Regions from separate parts of the Rattus norvegicus genome. Here region 1 is linked to region 2. A link is a contact called in public Hi-C data. All regions are on one chromosome and are shown on one strand. The core of a region is the stretch at or near the end of the contact, and the rest is flanking DNA. Distances in the headings are between cores, read along the strand shown. Region 1 has its middle 140 kb from the start of Ccdc68. Region 2 overlaps Tcf4 (transcription factor 4).

What was found. Hi-C and Micro-C count contacts between places; a contact is called where the count stands out from the background.
Region 1: a contact with region 2 is called in a Hi-C map of Schwann cells, with 8 times the contacts expected there. The contact joins two enhancer-like sites. A contact is called at or near these places in 6 of 12 Hi-C or Micro-C datasets (the A7r5 cell line, the Rat2 cell line, Schwann cells and 3 more).

Annotation. Positions count from the first base shown.
Region 1 is chr18:65,676,299-65,678,998 of GRCr8, reverse strand. No RefSeq gene overlaps it. Among named protein-coding and RNA genes, the nearest start is that of Ccdc68, 140 kb to the left of the region's middle. Within about 2 kb of position 1,443, at least 16 of the 93 cell types and tissues checked have an H3K27ac peak or open chromatin away from gene starts, as enhancers often do.
Region 2 is chr18:65,554,749-65,557,448 of GRCr8, reverse strand. Tcf4 (transcription factor 4) reads right to left here. Exons shown (of 19, transcript NM_053369.2): 17 at 408-637. Among named protein-coding and RNA genes, the nearest start is that of Ccdc68, 260 kb to the left of the region's middle. Within about 2 kb of position 1,313, at least 13 of the 93 cell types and tissues checked have an H3K27ac peak or open chromatin away from gene starts, as enhancers often do.

The sequences.
Region 1 (2,700 bases), core at 194-2,693, 120 kb before region 2:
CGTACACTAGATGGCAGCATGGTATACTGACCACCTCAGAGGAGCCAGGCCCAGCAGCCAGAGCCCACAGGGCCAGCCCCTAAGGGTGCCAGCATAAGTGTCGTGGGCACCTCGATTTTCTGCAGCACTGTGGATCACAATGGAAATTTTCCCGAGGATGGCAGTCATCGTCTGTGTGGCTTGCTGGGTTTTTTTTGTTTTGTTTTGTTTTTTTTTTTTGCTTTTGTTTTTTATTTGTTTGTTTGGGGAGGGGGGAATGTCTTTTTCCCCACACACACAGAAAGGGGTTTTCTTTGTGCTCCTCCGGCCCACTCATCCTCTGGTTTTGCAAGGTGAGAGCTGTGTGTTTACTCTATGAGAACGGGGGAGGAGGAATGTCCTTTTAGTTGGGTTCCCACAATCTGCCCACTGTGTCCTGGGATGCCAGTTGCTCTTCTTGTAGAACTGAATAGTTCATGTATAAATGCCTCCCAGCGGTATTCTGGTTCCACATTCCCCCTCCCCAAAGGAAAGCAAATTGAGTAGCACTTGCACCCAGAGAGGGAGCATACAAGTTCAAGGGCCCAGCAAGGGAAATCTGTAGTATTTTAGGTCTGAACAGTAGCTCAGAGTTCACCCAAATCAGTCAAAGTCATTTGGCAGATAAGGAAACTGAGACCCAGGCATCTACCCTAAGGCCACACAGCTTGTTTTAAAAAAAAAAAAAAAAAAAAACACGCCAAAATTGAGACAGGGGTTGCCCTATAAGGCCGGTTTCCATTGCTCCCTGTGTGATTTATAGAAAGTCGTAAATCCACAGCACAAAAACCCTCTGAGGTCTGGGACTGAGCTGGATCCCCCACCCCCACCCCCACCCCGTCTCCCGACCCCTGCCCTGTGCAGAGCCACAGTCCAGTCCAGGCCCGACCACTGTGACTTGACTGTGTATCTCCACCACGAAGTCCTTCTTCTCTGTGAGTAGCTACCAGGAGGGACAGGAAATAACTGGGACCAAGGAGACAGACTGAAGCACTGCATCCCTTCCCTAGACATTTTCTCTGAATTAGAGGGGAAAAAGAAACATTCCAGAACTCTCCAAAGTGAACCCATTAGAGCCTTTTGTTTTGTTTTGTTTTGTTTTCCTCGTTTCTCAAAAACATGGTCCACTTTTTTTCCCCTCAGACCTTTGAGTTCTAGTGCAAAGCCACCAACCCGCCAGCCCCGTCCCCGCGGGTTCACCTATCGCTCCATATTGTTGATTTGCAAACTACACAGATTCTTTCCCTAGACCAGCACAGCTTTCACTGTTTCTTCAGACCCTGAGCCTTTTCCCAATTAAGCCACGGAGCGCTTCTCTCTGGTTAGGATTACAAACACCCCAGTCTTCCTCCTGCTCCAGCAGCCCCTCCCTTCCTCTGACACATGGTTCTTTTGATCTCAACCCCAGACCATCACACAGGCTCCTAATTATTCACGAGCCATAAATCATGGCAGTAATGTGGGCCTTGCTAGGGAAAGGAGTGCCGTTGAGCCATAGATGCCTGGAAAATTGGGTGTGTTTAGTGTTTGTGAAGGAGGGTGGGGGGGGGGGAGGCAGGCAGGAAGGAGGGAGATGTTTTAAATGTTTGTAGAAATAGTTGCTTTGATGTTGAGCCCTCCCCCAGAGGAAGTCGACAGTCTGAAAAGTCCGTCTGTACTTTTTCATATTTACAGAGGTAATGAAATCCACGAGTCCCTTGGAGAGGCAGGTGTAAGCAGGGCCCGTGCCAGCGAACACCCAACCCATTTCCGAGCATATGGGCCAAGACCTGTGAACACCTCCGTGTGCTCTCCACCTCTACCTTTTGGTAATTTAATTTTAGGGACTCATTTCCACCGGCAACCTGAACTCTGCTGTGACCTTATTGAAAGGCACTGCTTCTGGTTCGGTTTGGCAGTATTTCACTAGGGAACACGGGGAACCCTAAATTGTTTGTTTCATTTGGCCTGAGCCAAAATATGCTTAGAGAGTCTGTGAGAAGCCAAGTCATTTCACCAACACTGACCAAAGTTAATCTAATCTGCAGGCACGGGGGCATCTTCTAAATGGGCTTGTGTGCCTAACTGGATGCCAAATTATTCTTTTGCATCCCGAGTGAGAAATATTGAATGAAGGCCACGAATAAACACGGGCATCCTTCCATTAGGAAAGTCTTCCTCAATTACAAACTATTGACAACTTTTTTTCTGTAATTTTTTTTTTATAATAGCCACTCTTACTGGCTATAATAGTCACAGGGAAGACTAAAGTGGAAAAAATTGTAAGCTTCCCCTTTACTTAACAAATATGCACAAAGATCTATTCTGGGCTAACTCTTGCAGCTATGACAGCTGTGAATTCAGGGGAAAATGTTTGATGAATTATTGCTTCAATGGCAGCTCCACAGTGAGCAGTCTAGGCACTGCGGGTCACACAGTCTTTCTCATGATTCCCTAACCCTAACCTTGTCTCTATAACATGAGACAGTCATAAAAAATACATATATGAAAAATTAAGCCTAGTTGAGATTCAGTGAAACTTTACTTTTTAAAACAAAGGAAGTAAGATTTGGACCTTGGACTAGTCCTTGCTAGTCCTCTGTCTAGGCTGAAGTTCAAACTAGCAAAGGGAGAAAGATGTTGAAGAGTGTACAAGGTCGGGGAAGGACAATGTAACCGTCTGAGAGTGCACGTGAAGCTTTA
Region 2 (2,700 bases), core at 64-2,563:
AAAGTCAGGTGTGGTGGCGAGCTGGCAAGAGAGACAGGCAGATCCTTGGTACTCACTGGCTAGCCAGCTCTAGTCTAAAGGGAAAGCCTCAAGTTCCAGTGAGAGGCCATGTCTCAAGAAAGGAGATGGATAACTCTAAAGGAATGATGTCCCAGGCTAATTAACCTCTTTGGTCTACACACACACACACACACACGCACACACGCACGAATGCACGCATGCACACACAAGAATGGGATGGAAATAGGTTGGTAAATCCCGTCTCATGACTGAGAACACAGACGGAAAAGCTGTAGTACAGCACCAGTTAGAAGGACCTTCTACAACTTAATTACAGGAGACGGATTTTGATACAGTCCCACACCCAGGCAATTCTTTGGAGGGTGCCTGAGCATCTACGCGCTGACCTCGCACTTGCTGCTCCAGGCTGAGGATGACAGCCACTGCCTGGTGGAGAATCAGGAGCTTGGTCTGGGGCTTGTCGCTCTTCAGGTGGAGCTGTACCATGCGGCCCAGCTCCTTGAAAGCCTCGTTGATATCACGGACCCTCAGGCGCTCACGGGCGTTATTGGCCATCCTCCGCTCCTTCTCACGCTCGGCCTTCTGCTCCGGGGTCAGGTCCTCATCATCGTTATTGCTGTAACACAAGACGGATGAGACCTTTACTCACGGTGTTGGGAGATGATGTGACGGAATCTGTATTACATTTCCTTTGACACTTGTCATATTCATCCTTTGACTTTCGTCTGACCCAGGAGTTGGTTTAGAAAAGAGCTCACACGAAACTTTTGGTTGCTCCCCAGAATTTTACCGGAATCAAACAGGAGAGGATGAACTGGACATAGAGGGAGAATGAAGACCGCAAGCTCAGTCTTAATGCAGACAGTGACCCAGGCTTAGCTTATACTTATACAAACACTGACAGATGGCTTAAACTGTCTTTAAATGTTTTTCATGCTGTGACATTTGCAACCTATGAAAAACAAGTGGTTGACAATCAGATTTTGGTAGATCACAGTCAATACAAGCTAGGTTAACAGGAGTATGAAATAGAAATATCAGAGAGCAGACTGTCCAGTCCACCAACCTTGTCTGAGTCTTGAGAAGATTTCCTGTACACATTGAATAAAGAGTTGGGAAACAAACAGACATGATTTCTGTGGTCTTTCATATTATGGCTTGAAATCTCCAAAAGAAGCCGAGGAAACCTGATTGGTAGCAGCTATGTAACATGATACAGGCCCAGATACCCCCTCTTAGAGCTGACCGTGATCTCTGTGAGTCACAGAGGAAGCAGAGCAGGATTCGCTGTTAGCACTAAAATATTCTATGATTCATCGCAAAAGCACGGGCTCGGTGTGCATAAGGTCTGACCGTCTCTGATGGTCATGGTGACCCTCTGAGACTCTCTGCAGTGGAGGGTGAACAGAGGGGCGGATGAGCCATCTGGAGAACAGATCATTCATGGATGGATTCATGGGGCCAGGGGTTCAAACATTTAGAGGGCTATTATAAGGAAAAGAAAGTTTAGAGGAGATTTAAAAAAATAAAATCTTATGAAAGACAACATGTAAATAAAAAACTCTAGACAAGATACCATGAGGGAAAATCTTTTCTGGATTCTGGACTTGAGAAACGTTAGGGAAATAAAAAGGAAATATCGCATGTGCATGCGTGTACACACACACACACACACACACACACACACACAGAGACAGAGACAGAGAGACAGAGAGAGACAGAGAGAGAAAGACAGAGAGAAGGGAGGTGACTACTTTGAGGACAAGCCACTGGGTACAGGATATGAAAAGAGGCTGAAAATCCGCTAGGCCCTAATTGTTCAGAGTCAAGATGATGAATCATCCTACTTAGAACTGAGGATGTGGAAGACTCGTTTTCACTGTGCATGTAATGAATGCTGACTTCAAAGGTATGGGTACAGCCTTCCTGTGCCATCTGCCCTGAACCCACGAAGCCCTATGCAATGTCCATGCCTGTGTTAGGAAATGCTTTCTCTGTTTCTTTCTACTCTTGGGTTTTTACAACAGGGTTGTCCACTCATTTAGAGCAGTTTGTTGTTTGTTTTTGGTTGTTGGTACACGGAGAGTGTCAGGGACCTGGGTTCACTCTTCTGTATATGGTTTTCCAGTTTTCCCAACACAGGGAAGAAGAAACAGGCACACCGCCAGATACCAGAAAGAAGGGAGGGAGAGGAGAGTGCGCAAATGCTCAAAGTCTAGGGTGGGCTTGAAGGGAGATGTCATTAAAAGCTGCCACTAAGCACAGTGAGCGAACGGTAATAAGAAAGGGAAGAAAAGCAAGTTCTCAGGTGGCATCCCAATTGTAAGCAGGGACACCTGCCCTGGAGAAGGACCAACCAGGAGGAAATGACAGTGGTCTTCTTGGACTCTGTGAAGCACCTGAGGGATGTGTGGATGCTGGGACAGATGAGGCGTGCTGGGGCGGGAGTGTGGAATACTCCAAGGCTGGAGTAATGACCTCCTAGCCAGCAGTGGGAGACAGCACACCCCATGACAAGGCCCCTCCGTCACTGCTCCCCCTTGTCCCTCTCCCAGAATGTTTGCTGGTGGCAAGGGAATGCGGGCTGCATATATTGCTCCTGCATACCATCAAGCAAAAAGGTCTAGTTGGGTCTCTGTTAGGGCTATCCCAGAGCAAAAGATTGGCAACGTTTTTAGA